Linked DNA regions of Pan troglodytes: region 2 is linked to region 1. The links are chromatin contacts, called in public HiChIP or PLAC-seq maps. All regions are on one chromosome and are shown on one strand. Each heading gives the region's core, a stretch centred on a gene start, on an enhancer-like site or on the middle of the called end of the contact. The rest is flanking DNA. Distances are from core to core; before and after follow the strand shown. Region 1 holds the start of FNDC8 (fibronectin type III domain containing 8). Region 2 holds the start of TMEM132E-DT (TMEM132E divergent transcript).

Region 1 (7,100 bases), core at 1,326-3,825:
TTCACCATGTTGGCTGGATGGTCTCGAACTCCTGACTTCTGACTCCAAGTGACCCACCCGCCTCGGCCTCCCAAAGTGCTGGGATTACAGGCATGAGCCACCGCGCCCAGCTGGCTTGGGATGGACTTTTTAAAAAGACACTCAGGTTTGGAGTGTGGAGATCAGGAGCTCACCTTGTAAGACAAGCCACATTTCTGAGCTACCTCCTCCAGGTCTGCAGAAACCAGGTCCACCACTGAAAACAAAACACGTATAGCGGATTGGCAGAGAGGACTGGGGCCTCCCACACTTGGTTTTTCCTCATCTGTCAAATGGGGTGTCAATTCTACCCCCCGGCAGGCCGTCTCAGGAGGCCAGTGTGAAATAACAAAGCTGCAGGAGCCGGCGCGGTGCCCTGCACACAGTAGGAATCTCTACCCTGTTTTAGAGCTTGGCTCCCCACGCCCACCCTTCCTGAGCCTCTCCAGAAGCGCGGCCCTCTAGGAATGGAGGGGAAGCGCCCTGCAGGTATGCCAGGGCAGTGCGCCAGCCCTCGGGGCCTGCCCAGGCTGTGCGAGGCCCGCGCGGCTCCCTGGCACGCGCACACCCGGTCACCTGTCTTGATCCTGTGGCTCCTGAGAAGCTGGATCATCTCCTGGGTAAGGCCAGGGCACAGTCCGACCCTGAGCACGCCCATGTTCCCCGCAGGCCGGAACAGCCCCAGGGGGACTGCACGTCACGTGGGCATTCGCGGGGGGTCCTCTCCAGACGCCCCTCCCCTACCCCTTCCTAGAGAGGACACAGGCGCGCTGGCTGCCGGAGGAGAAAGGAGAGAGGAGGAGGCGGCACCAAGGGTAGGGCTGGGGGTCATCCGCCCGCCCGGGATCCGCCGGGATTCCCGCGCCCAGAGCCCGCCCGCTGGGTCGCGCCGCGCTGCCGCTTCCGGGTTCCAGGCTGGCGCGCGGCGAGGACCTGGCCTGCAGCGCCATCTGCGGGCCGCACGGGGCAGAGCCGCTGCGCCCCTCTCCACCGCCTGCACAGGTTCCCGAGTCCCACGACCCCCTCCGCGCTCAACACGCCACCCACGGCCACATTCGGCCTCTACCTTCGGCCGCAACACACACACCGACCTTCTAAAGAGCCTTCTGTGCGCCAGCTTCCGTTCCAAACGGAACGGATCTCCGCTGGAGACAAAATGCGACACAAGACGACCCGCCCTTACCCCCAGGGAGCTTACTGTGAGCAAGGGAAAGATAGACAATGAAAAGGAATCGCAGAAATCACATCATTACAGATTATACGACAGGTGTCAAGAAGCAGCAAAGCATCCAGAGGGCACCTGCGTCTATTTTTCAAAAGTTTGTTTTGTTTTGGTTGAGACAGGGTCTCGATCGGCCGCCCAGGCTGGAGTGCCCTGGTGAGATCTCAGCTCATTGCAGCCTCGACCTCCTGGGTTCAAGCGATCCTCCTGCCTCAGCCTCCTGAGTAGCTGGGACTACAGTCACGTGCCACCTTGCCCAGCTAATTTTTGTATTTTTTGTAGAGGTTTCGCCTCTACAAAATGGGGTTACACCATGTTGCCCACACAGGTCTCGAACTACTGGGCTCAAACAATCCTCCTGCCTTGGTCTCCCGAAGTGCGGGGATTACAGGTGTGAGCCACCGTGCCCGGCCTTTATTTTTTATTTTATTTTTTATTTTTTTTTAAGGGTAAGAAACCTTGGTTATATAGAACACACACAAAAAGATATGATTTGGTATTTTTTAATGTCCTTTGCTTTGCCTCATCCATAGGAAGAAATAAAACTTTACATGGTTATCTCATCACAAATCTGTGAGGGAGGCGCTATTTTTTATCCCTGTTTCACCAATGAAGAAACTGAGGTTCAGTGAGGTTAAATCACTTGTCAAAGGTCACCCAGCTAGGCGGCACAAGGCTGGACTTCACATCCACATCTGACTCTGCAAAGCCAGTGCTTTCTAACAGCCCCCCTCCCCACCCCTGAAGCTGTGTACATGTTTTCCTACTGTAAGGTGGTTTCTCTGAGAGCAGAGATCATGTGTGGCCCATCTCTGTATCCCACTGCAACTGCCACCATTGTCACTCCACACAGGAAAGTACTTAGGAGTGTGGGTGTGGCACATTTAGAATTCTAGCAGTGAAGTCTGATCATATGTGAGCCATGAACCCCTATGAACCATGTGGGCTTTCCCTTTCACTAACCGACTGGGCACAGTGGAGTCTGCAGCCTATGGTTTCAGGATAGAGAGCCTTAGCTTCTACGGACAAAGTTTCCCTCCCCAACAGACACTTTCCAATACTGCCTATCTCTCAGGGCCACACCACCATCCTCTACATCCCACGCCCGTCTCTCAGCATCCTTATTCTCCTTCCCAGGGCAGTGCGGAAGGACACAGGTGTCAGGCATTTTGAGATCTTCAGAGAAGGGCAGGGCTGCCATCACCATGGAGTATTAGAGCTGGAAGGGGCCCAAGGGCTCATGCAGTCTGTTCCTTGGTTTTACCCCTCTCATGATGCTGCTTCACAGTCACACTGGCCCTTGGTCTGGCCAGCCACATAGCTAGCCTGGCAGCAGTAGCCTCAAATCAAGGGGGGAGGCTGGCCTGTAATTGTTACACTCTGTGATGATTATGAAGTCAGCTCATTGCACCTGCAGACTGCCCAAACTAAAGGTGGGCCACTGCCCCCACAGTTTCTCTCTGCTTCTGGTCAGCTGGGTTGTCCTGCATGGTGACGGGTGTCATCCCGAACAAACCAGATGGCATCAGAGGCACTCCATCAAGTGGGAGATGGGGAGGAGGCTGTACTGAAGAAAGAAAACTTCAACATGATGAATGCCCTTGACCAACTGCCAAAACCCTTTCCAAACCCCAAGTCTATGAACCGGACCGTCACTACCAAAGGACTCCCACTAGTCTCAAAGGGCAATTTGGTCAACTTCTTGGAGGATGATACCATCAACCTACTGTAAGACACAAATCTGGTCCCTCCCTCCCTCCCTCCCTCCCTCCCTTCCTTCCTTCCTCCCTTCCTTCCTCCCTTCTTTCCTTCCTTCCTTTTTTTTTTTTTTTTGACAGGATCTTGCTTTGTCACCCAGGCTGGAGTGCAGTGGTGCAATCTCGGCTCACTGCAGCCTTGAATTCTTGAGCTCAAGTGATCTTCCCACCTCCACCTCCCAAGTAGCTGGGACTATTGACGCGCCACCACCACACCTGGCTAATTTTCATATATATATATATATAATTTTTTTTTTTTTTTTGTAGAAACGGGGTTTCACCATGTTGCCCAGGCTGGTCTTGAACTTCTGGGCTCAAGCGATCCTCCCGCCTCAGCCTCCCACAGTGTTGGGATTATAGGCTTGAGCCACCATGCCTATAGTTTCTAAGAAAGGCTGGAGCCGGGGGCTGGGCAGAGAGACAAAGAATCTATACTTCCCTGACTTGTCACAACCCAGTTCCTTGACTCCCAGAGAAGAGCGTGTGGGCAGGTTGGATCTATTTATATATTCCTGAGCCCCAAATTACTTCTTGGAGGCATATGGAGCTCCCACTCCAGGAGGCCTTCTTGGATTAGTCAGTTTGTTGACAGTGCTCCTTATCCTGCCTTGACTGGCTGTGGTCCTCACCATCACCAAACCCCTGACACACCCATGGCTCCTCTTCCTCAACCCTCTCTCTTTGGTACCTTCATCTACCTGACTGCTCCCCAGTAGCCTGCCTTCCTTTGGACTGGGTTTTGCTGTTCCTCCTCACCAAGTCTGGTTTTCCTCTACTTCATTCCACAAAACTCTTTGAGCACCTGCAAGGTGTCTGTCCCAGTGTTTAAGTTCTGGGAACGTAGAGCTGGAAAGCACAGTCTCTGCCTTTAAGGAGCTCCCAGTCTGGCATGTGGAGGTCAGGGGTGAAAGGATGGGGATCATGCAATAATGAGAATGATATAGCATGGTCTGGTAAGTGCCAGGACAGGATGCCTTGAGGGACCAGAGGGGCTTAGTATAGCTTGAGACTGGGTGCAGTTGAAGGAGGCTTCTTGGAGGAAGTGATATTTGAGCTGAGTCTCCAGGGAAGGAAAGGAGTTAGCCAGTGAAGGGGTGGTGGTACAGGGTGATGTGGGATGGGGGAATTACTTGCAGGTCACCCACCACATGGGTGAATGACCTGTGCAGTCACAAATAGCCCTGCACTTACAAGGGGCCTGTGCTTAGTTTAATGCTTTTCTGTTACTATCTTCAAATTCAGAATTTTTGAATAAGGGGCTCAGGGTACTTCAATTTGCACTGGGCTCCACAGACTACATAGCTGGTCTTGAGTATGTGAGAGGGATGTGGTGTCCATTCCCCAAAGTGCCCGTAAGCAAGCAGGTATGGCTAAAGTGATGGATGCTCGTAGGAAACTTCATGGTATACTGGGAATCTTGGACTAGAAGCCCAAACTCAGATCCAAGTTCTGCCACTTAGAGATTTATGGTCTTAGACAACTTAATTAAGATCAGAGGCCAGATGGGGTAGCCCATGCCTGTAATCCCAGCACTTTGAGAGGCTGAGGCAGATGCATCACTTGAAGTCAGGAGTTTGAGACCAGCCTGGCCAACATGGTGAAACCTCGTCTCTACTAAAAATACAAAAATTAGCTGGATGTGGTGGCACGCACCTGTTGTCCCAGCTACTCAAGAGGCTGAGGCGGAAGAATCCTTTGAATCTGGGAGGTGGAGGTTGCAGTGAGCCAAGATTGTGCCACTGCACTCCAGCCAGGGGTCTGGGAGACAGAGCAAGGCTCCATAAAAAAAAAAAAAAAAAAAAAAAAAAAAAAAAAAAACAGATCAGGGACCCTCAGCCCCTCGTTTGCCAAATGGGGCTAACACCCATCCAGCAGAGCTGTTGTGAACATCAGGAGGAGGAGATGTTCAGCATGTAGCCAGTGCCTAGCGGCCTTCTGTGCTTGCTTCAGTACCAGCATTTGCAGTAAGTGAATCTGAAATATTAATTCATTAGGACAATCTAAAGCACATATGACATTAATACCCAGACTCTTCAGTCTACAAAAGACCTTGGTGGGGGAATCATTTATTCCAAATGTCCACCAAGCGCTAGCATAGGGGATCTGGGCTAATCAGGATTTCTCAGGAGGAGGCTGATGAGGCTGGAACTTGGGGAGGAAAAACTTGGCCCGTTCATCATCCAAGACGTGGGAGGCTGGATGGGAGTAAGGGATCCACAAACTGTGGATTGTGACCTATTAATGGGTCAAGAAGTCCTTCTAGTTGGTGAAGACCACTATGATAAAAATAAACTGGCCGGGTGCAGTGGCTCACGCCTGTAATCCCAGCACTTTGGAAGGCCAAGGCGGGCAGACCACGAGGTCAAGAGATCGAGACCATCCTGGCCAACATGGTGAAACCCCTTCTCTACTAAAAATACAAAAATCAGCTGAACATGGTGGCCGCACCTGTAGTCCCAGCTACTCGGGAGGCTGAGGCAGGAGAATCACTCTCACCCAGGAGGCGGAGGTTGCAGTGAGCTGAGATCATGCCACTGCACTCCAGCCTGGCTGAGAGAGTGAGACTCCATCTCAAAAATAAATAAATAAATAAATAAATAAATAAATAAATAAATAAATAAAATAAACTATAATAGAATTGGAAATTCCAGAGCCCATTGCACACAGAGTAAGTGTTGGTCTGTGAAATGTTTGTCTTAGTTATAGGTGTATATATGCATGTACTAAGTTGCCATGGAAAGTGTATTTTACTTTGGGTAAAGGTAAAAAAAGATTTGAAAGCCAAACTTTTTGGCTTGGTGTTCTTCATCAGTTAAAAAAATATTGTTTTTTGTTTGGCTGGGGGCAGTGGCTCACGCCTGTATTCCCAGCAGTTTGGGAGGCTGAGGCCGGCAAATCATCTGAGGTCAGGAGTTTGAGACCAGCCTAACCAACATGGTAAAACCCCATCTCTACTAAAAATACAAAAATTGGCCAGATGTGGCCGTGTGGGCCTGTAATCCCAGCTACTCGGGAGGCTGAGGCAGGAGAATCACTTAAGCCAGGGAGGCAGAGGTTGCAGTGAGTCGAAGTCACACCAGTGCACTCCAGCCTGGGCGACAGAGCGAGACTCCAGCTCAAAAAAAAAAAGAAAAAAGAGTAAAAACAGAAAAAAGAAATGTTAAGTGGTGGGGATCATGTACAAGGTTTTTCTTTGTAATAGCAAACATCTCATAACAATACAAATGTCCATATAGGCTGGGCACAGTGGCTCATACCTATAATCCAAGCACTTTGGGAGGATCGCTTGAGCCCAGGAGTTCGAAATCAGCCTGGGCAACATGGCAAAACCCTGCCTCTACAGAAAAACACAAAAATTAGCTAGACATGGTGATGTGCACCTGTAGTCCCAGCTACTCAGGAGGTGGAGGTGGACAGATGGCTTGAGCCCGGGAGTTTGTGCCACTGCACTCCAGCCTGGGCAGCAGAGGGAGACCCTGTCTCAAAAAACAAAAACAAAAACAAATATCCATGTAATGGAAAATCATAAAACAGTAAAAATGACTGAACCAGGGCTACATGTATCAAGATAGATGAATGTCAACACAAAGTTGAGTGAAAAAAGCACGTTGCAGATGGGTATGTGCTGAATAATATCTTTTATTTGTACAACATCTACAAACATGAAAAATAATAGATCTTGCCTAGGGATAACATAAATATGTAAGAAACCTATAAAGACACACATTGAGTAATAAATACACAATTTAAACTTTACTGTATTCATTACTTTTCGGTCGAAGGGTGGGGACTTTGGTGGGAGACAGAAGTGTCTGGGGGGCTTTACCCATAGTGATAAGATTTTATTTCTAAAGGTAGATGAGGAGTAAATGGAGGTTTAATATAATATTCTTGATATTTTTGTATAAGTCTAAAATACTTCATAATTTAAAAAAATTCAGAGTGGAAGAAATAAGTTTTTGAGCATCCACACCAACATATGTATATTTGTTTTATTTTATTTTTGAGACAGGGTCTCACTCTGTTGCCCAGGCTGGAGTGCAGTGGCAGGATCTCGGCTCACTGCAACCTCCACCTACCAGGCTCAAGCGATCCTCCCACCT
Region 2 (7,100 bases), core at 2,271-4,770, 540 kb before region 1:
GTCCACCCAGAAATGGTAGCTTTGCTATATATGAAATCCTAGGCCCTTGCATATCACAGTGAAAGTGGCTAAATGGGTTACGTATCTGAGCTTTGGAATCACATATATGTGGTTTTGAGCTGTGACTCTGCTACTTTATAGCTCTATGACCCTAGGCAAGAAACTTGCCTTCACTGAGCCTCAGTTTTCTCATCTGGAAAATGGTTATAATAACAGTACCTACGTAACAGCGTTGTAGTGAGGACTCAGATAATGCATGCAAAATGCCGGGCACAGTGACTGGCACGTAAAAAGCATGGATTCATTAACATTAGTCATTAATATTACTAGGTTCTCTATATGGGTTGGTGAAAGCTCTTGAACTTCTGCTATCTGGGCCTTATCTGTCTTGTTCAACCTATGCATTCCAGTACAGAAGCATTCCATAATACTTCACACACAATTAGAGCTCAATAAAAATTTCAAAGGATTTCATAAAATGACTGAATTAACAGGCCTCCGTTTTTGCAGCTGTAAAATGAGAGGGCTAGCTTAGGAAATCTCGGAACCCCCTTGAGCTGAGACAGAGTCGGATTCCAGGATGATCCCAGGAACGTGTCTTCATGATGCTCCACATTGGCTCATCTGATTGTCTCCTGATGGTAGACATTCTGAAAAACAGAGGCATGCTGAAGGACAGATGTCACCTGGCCTATCATGAGGGCAGGTCAGGCATGGGAGGAAGTGGGTGCCAGTTTATGTATGGGTCCTTGATAAGCATCCATGCAGGGCACTGGGGCCTGGGACAGAACCCCACTTGCTGCCTGGCTTCTTGGCAGGAGGACAGGGCTCTTCCAGGCATCACCTGGGAACTGGTGACTGAGATAACCTCCAACCATTACCAATCCTCTGTCCAGAAGACACAAACAGAATGGAAACAGCAGAGACACTACCACCTTAAGTTGATAAGGTGCTCATCTGGGATAGAAGAGTACACACATGCCAGGTCCTCTCTCCAGCCCGGGCTCCAGTTGGGGTGGCTCCTCTGACTTCCCCTCATCTAAGCTCCAGTGGCATTGCTGTTTGGGAATCCGTAACTAGGACTAACAGGTGAAACCGAGGGCAGTCTGCTGGGGTAGTAGGAAAGGCAGAGGGAATGTATAGAACCCCTTTCCAGGTAAATGACATGCAGGATTGGAATAGCTGAAACAACTGGCTGTCTACCTTGTGCCAACTGCCTTCTCTCTGAGCAGTAGGATTTACACTGCTGAGAATGACAGGTCCACGGAGCACTGGAGGTTGCAGTCATATTTTATTCTCCAGGTGGGCTATCGGCTGCCCTTCACTTCCCTGAGGCAAGGAGGAGGAAAATCTGGCATTTGGAGAGTCAGAGGATCATCAGGCCCATGGACTTGGCACAAGGCTTCAATCCAGGAAGGGTAGATCCATATCGGAGGTACAGGAAGAACTTGAGGCTGAAACTGTGTTCTCTAAATATAGCAGGCTGCTCCCTCGCCCTTTCCAACCACAGGCCTCAGTCTTCTCCATAAGATGAGCAAAGTGCATGATGCCAAATCACACCACAATTGCAAGCAATTAGAAGCTTAGTGTCTGCCTTCCCTCCTAGAAAGTTAGTTCCATGAGGACAAGAGCTGGTTTTGTCTTGCTCACTGTTGTACCTACAATGCCTGTGATGTTGGAGATATGCACCATACTACTGTGAAAGGGAGGGACAGAGACAGGGAGGAAAGGAGGGGGAGAAACTGAATCACAAAGGAAGGTCACATAAGAGCTATGGGGTAGGGTGAGATGGGGTTGCAGAGAGAAGAATTCTATGTCTGAGTCCCTGCCCACCCTGACCAGAACACTGTGCTATTTCCACAGATGGCTGGGAGAGATGCAACATTGCTGCCCCTCAGACCCTAGCGTCAACTGGGAACATTTGAGGAGAAAGGAAATTTGATCCACAACACAGGGTAAGGTGTGTCTTGGGCTCAGAAAAGCACCTTGTCTCTTCCTTCTGGCCATGCTCAGGCTCCATGACCCTTCTGATGGGGTGCTGGGCAGGGATGGAGGGCCCTCCCTGCTTCCTTCCTCCTCTTCCTGAAGCCCTCCTCTGCCTCAGGAGGTGGATCTTTCCCCCTTTCTCCCCCACACAGAGCCTGATTGCTAGCTTGCTTCTCAGGGGGTTGGTGAATAAGCCCTTGGGTGACATTAATTGCCATCAGGCATTAGGGGCCTAATGAGAATAATCTTCTTTGACGACTCCAGCACCTTCTATCCCCAGGGCCTCCAAGAGCTGGCCAGCTCTCCTCAGGCTGCACCTCCCCCCAGCTCCAGACAGATGTGGGGGTGGGGGAAGGGCCAGAGCAGCCCTCTACAGGCCCCAGTACCAAGCGAGGCAGCAACAGCCAGCAGCCAGGGAGGAGGAAGCCTTCCATGAAAAATGCAAGCACATTTTCCAAAAACAAAATGTCACTGTCCTAGATGAAAGGAAACTCTCAGGGTCAAGAGGGCTAGCATGGAGTCAGGCAGATGGAGGGCACGGTTTGAGTGCTCCAGCTGGCTTTGCTCTGACCTGGCCCCACACTCTCACTCCAGTTGAGTGCAGAGGTATGGAAGGGTGACCCTCGAGATCCATATCCTCCCCAGTAGGGATATGTCCATGGGATTGAAGACCCTGTCCCTCCAGAGCAGGGTAGGATTGAAATTCACCCTCTGGGAATTGGAGTTGATACCCAACGAAGCTATAAAATCATTGCCATGGATCCGATGCCTGGTTGACAGATGAGGTGTGAAGGTTGACTTGCCGGGTCTGATCTAGCTTGCACTCTAATGGAAAGGGCCTGATGGTGGGAACAGATATCACTCCAGCCACCCCTCCCGATAGTCAGCAGGTGCCTGGGTGAGTATGCAAGAGGGGCAGTTCCCCACCCCCACCTCATGCCTCTTTAAAGGCTTGCTAAACAACCTGTAGGAAAGCACTGTCCCCTCCTCTTCTCCGTCTTCCTTCCCCAGCAACAGAATAAATAGCTTTCCCGCAGCTGCGCCCCGGACCCATCCCGCACGAAGCTGAGCCCCAGAGCCCCCGCGGCCCGAGAGGAGCTGGGCACAGCAGCGAGGCTGATTCCCAGCCAGTGCCCAGCGAACTCTGGGGGTGGGGGTAGGGTGCCCCCTACCCGCGCCTCTGGAAGAGCGGCTGCAAAACACCTCCGGCGCCCGGTGGGGAGCGTGCATCCTTTGAAAAGGGACATCAGTGACTGCGGTGGCGTCTACCCTGGAGAAACGCAGCTGAGGGAGGTGGAGGCTCCTCCCGCCGCAGCTGGCCGGCCCCATTCGGGTCCCAGCGCTAGCCGGCGTTGGGAAGGAAAAATCAAACATAAAATAGGGGCGAGCGGAATCGCGAGGTCGGCCCTTGGCCCGAGTCTCATTAAGGAGCCGCGCGCGCCGCCAGGCTAGGAATGCGGAATGGACACGTGGACAGAGGAGGGGGAGCTAGGAGTGGGGGAGTCTCCGTGGCGCGCGAGCTGTGGGCCGCGCGCTCCGGGGCCACGTGACCACGGGGAATCTGGGAGGGGTGGGAGTGAGCGCGCCAAGCTCGGCGCCCGCTTCTGCCCGGGTGGGCGCTGAATCCCGGACGGAGGAGGAGGGCGGGCGAGCGCGAGTGTGTGTGTCTCTCTCGAGTCATTTACGGCGGAGCAGCCGGCGCGAGCGCCGAGGAGGCGGCGAAGGCGGCGGCGGCTGCTTCGTGCAACTGTGGCTTCCCCCACCTCCTCTTCCTTTTTGCTCCTCGATTCTTCTTCTCCCCCCACACACGTCCATGGGGAGCCGGCTCCCCTGCCAGCACCTCCTCTCCTCTCGGCCCCGTAGGCACCAGCTGCCGCTTCCCTGGCCGCAGGCTGCGCAGGTGCCGGCTGCCCTGGCCCCTGGCGCCGCGCCCGCGTCTCACCGCCCGCAGCCCGGACTGGCGCGGCGATCCGCTCGCCCAAACTGACTCGGAGGGAGCGGGAGCCGATGCCCGGCAGCATCGAGACAGCGGGCGAACGGGCGTCCGGGGACAGGGTGGGGGCGGCGGGGAGGAGGCGTCGGAGACTCTGAACCCCAGAAAAGTTCAAGGTTTGTGCAGGTTCCCCCAGGGAAAGCGAGGAGCGAGGCGGGGCAGCGCGCCCCTCTGCCGAGACAGCGAGACCTTAGCGGGGTGGCCCGGAGCTGCCGCGAGCTGCAGGAGCCCCTCTGCATCTTACAGCGTTTATGGTCATCAAGCTGGAGTCGACGTCCTGGGCAGGAAGGGCTCGGGGCAGGGCGCATTAGCCGGCTTTCTCGCTCCCTCGCTTCTCCAAGCCCCATCTACATGGGGCAGCCCGTTCTGGCCGCGCCACCCTCGCCCCAGCCGCCGAGCGGCTGCCTGGGCAGGAGGCGCTGAGCCGGCCTGTGTGGAGCCTGGGCCCTGATCCAGACTGGAGAAAGCGCGCTGGAGCGGAGGAGCGAGCCTTGCGAGGGGACAAACATCTGGCCGCCCGCCTCGGGCATCCGGTCTGGGCGTCGCCTAGGGTGGTGGCGACCGGCGTCGCCAGTTTCAGCACCGCACGGAAACTTTTCCTTCTCCAGATGGATTAAAGTTGTCTGGATTTTCTCTTTCTTTGAGAAAGACAGCATTCATTTACACCTGACCTGGGATTTTTATGCTGGGCTGCTGCAGAGGCTTGGAGGAAGAAAGCGGCGCTATCCATGTGCGGTTACTACCGAAACCGAGGAAACTGGGGATTGCGTTGGAAGTCTGCACCCTCGAGTGAGTTCGGATTCGAGCTGGGCCGTGGGGCCGGGAGATTCAGCACTGGGCTCTAGGTAGCCCCCGGGACGCCCGCGGCCACCGGGCTCCGGACTGCACGTGCAGCTCCCCCCGCGCCTCGCAGATCCTGCAGGGGGCACCAGCTGGGGGAGGTGGAGGCTCCTCCCGCCCGGAGCTGCGCCCCCACCGGCTCCGAGGGTGTAGCCGCCAGCGCCTGGGACGCCCCCTCCCCGCAAAGTGTCCCCGAATTGCACTCTCTGGTCCCGGAGCTGCATCTGAGACAGCCGGGCGCCACGGCAGCCCTGAGTTGGATGTGACCAAGCCCAGCCTGGGGCCAAGTCGTCGTCGTCGACTGTTGCCCTCTCGGACCCCTCCCGCCCCCGCCTCGGCCATGGCCCCGGGGATGTCGGGCCGCGGCGGCGCCGCCCTGCTCTGCCTCTCAGCGCTGCTCGCCCACGGTAAGTGTCGCGGCGCGGACTCGGGGTGAGGATGCGGCAGGCGCCACTGGAGGGGGTACGGGGAAGACTGGGGAGAGGAGCACCCACACCCCCTGGACTCGCAGCCGCCACTCCGGGTTTGGCGTCTCTGGCTGCAGCTCGAGTTACCGCCAGCCCCCGAGCCCTCCGGCGAGCTCAGCTGAGGGGACCGAGCCCGGCGCCAGAAAAGGGTGGGGGGAGGGTGTCGCTCCAGTCCTCTCCTGGTTATAAAGAAGGGTTCGAACCCGAAGGTCTGGGGGCGTGTCCGCCCACGGAAATCTAGAGGGATCCGAGGGATCCTCCGGATCGCGTCCAGGCCCCCCCCCCGCCCCCGTCTCCCCCTGCAGCCGGCCGGGCTGGGGGCTGTTGGGATCCGCCGGGATCGCGTCTTTCCCCGCCCCGGGCGCGCAGGCCGGTGCGGGGCCGCGCCGCCCGTCGCCTCGCTTCCTGCGGCGGTCCTCGGGAAGGGAAGTGGACTGACTCCGGGCCGGGGAGCCGCCGCGGCTCGCACGCCCGCGGTCCTGTGAGCTGCATCTAAATGGCCGGCTTAGGCGAGCCCGGAGGGCGGGGGTCTGGGCACCCGCACAGGCCGGGGCCGTGGGCCGTGGGCCGCGGGCCGCGCGCGGAGGGAGCGGGCTCCGCGCTCTCGCATTCTGCAATCTGTTGCGTCTGCTCCCCAGGCTCGCCCCGGGCTCCGCGGTAAAGGGGGTGGGAGAAGGAGGGATTGAGGTTGGCGCGCTTTGACGATGGGACAGCGGGCATACGGGTGGGGGGCAGCGGGTTTTTGAACAGCCCCCAAGAGTGGGAAATCAGACCAGAGGGAAGGAGGCTGCAGCGGGCCTTCCTCAAGCTGGAGACGCTCCAGGAGGCGAGGGGAGCAGACCGAGGTGGGAGGGAGAGAGCTCCGAAAGGAGAGTGGAGAAGCGGGGCCCTCTGCTCCCTCCTAACGTGAAACCAGCCGACCTGGGATACATTTTCTTAACCAGCAAGGCGTGGCGGGGTTGGGGGGCGGGGGTGTTTCGATGCTCCACGCTGAGGGGTGAGCCTCAGGCAGAATGGAGGGCGCTTAGATGGAGGGGGCAGTGGGCTCTCCGCATTGGTGGAGCGCCCTCGGTGTGCCGGGCTCAGCTCTTGCCCAGATCTGCCCAGTCCCTAAGAGCCTGCTCAAGCTCGCCAGGAGTGTGCCCAAGGTCTCTAACCAGCGGCCTCTTTCACCCTGACCAAAGCGCATTCTCAAGGTTGAGAGAATAAGAAAAAGAGGGGCTCTCGGAATCGTAGGGTCCTGGGGCTAGGAGGGGGGCGGGGAGCAGGCAGACCTCCCTCTATGGGTGGCTTGGTTATTCCCGGCTGAGGTAACTCCAGGGGGGTTGTTTTGCATTCAGTTCACCAGAGACAGCTAACCTCGGTTCTCTATGGGAGGAACAGGCAGAGCAGCGAGCCAGCAGGGGGGCGAGGGTGAGGTGGGGCGAAGTGGGAGCATAGCGGGGAACCAGAAATCTCTAGGCTCTGTGTGCAACACTGAGAATGAAGGTGGGGGAGAGGGAGGTGGGCTGCCTGTCTGCGCACTGGAGCTGCATGGGCTGCACTTGTGACCTAGCACTGGCCGGCAGGGAGTTTCCCTGCCCAGTAGGAGGAAGCCCAGAAACCCAGGCCTGAGTCTAGGTGGGTTCTTCCCCTCTTCTTACATCTTGCTGTCGGAGTTCCCTTCCCAAAGCCCAACCATGGCGTCACCTCAAACGCTGATGATGGGCAGCTCAAACTCTGTCATTAGGGTCCCTCTGCCCACCTTCCCGATCCCTGAGCCTGGAATTAAAGATCCCTTTCCCTTCCTCACCGGCCAGAATCCTGCCTGTTCC

Evidence for each region. HiChIP or PLAC-seq counts read pairs in DNA pulled down with a chosen protein or histone mark.
Region 2: an H3K4me3 HiChIP or PLAC-seq map of stem cell-derived excitatory neurons shows a contact between it and region 1, with 6 times the contacts expected there. The contact joins the promoter of TMEM132E-DT here to the promoter of FNDC8 in region 1. A contact is called at or near these places in 1 of 7 Hi-C or Micro-C datasets (stem cell-derived neural progenitor cells) and 1 of 1 datasets of contacts at active chromatin or transcription factors (stem cell-derived excitatory neurons).

Annotation. Positions count from the first base shown.
Region 1 is chr19:32,479,576-32,486,675 of NHGRI_mPanTro3-v2.0_pri, reverse strand. FNDC8 (fibronectin type III domain containing 8) reads left to right here and starts at 2,575. Exons shown (of 6, transcript XR_010152904.1): 1 at 2,575-2,968. It overlaps RAD51D (RAD51 paralog D), which reads right to left and starts at 935. Exons shown (of 10, transcript XM_001174459.8): 1 at 595-935; 2 at 174-235. The coding sequence starts at 676.
Region 2 is chr19:33,025,490-33,032,589 of NHGRI_mPanTro3-v2.0_pri, reverse strand. It overlaps TMEM132E-DT (TMEM132E divergent transcript), which reads right to left and starts at 3,520. Exons shown (of 3, transcript XR_675287.5): 1 at 2,951-3,520; 2 at 1,204-1,696; 3 at 1-650. It overlaps TMEM132E (transmembrane protein 132E), which reads left to right and starts at 3,645. Exons shown (of 9, transcript XM_016932005.4): 1 at 3,645-5,226. The coding sequence starts at 5,160.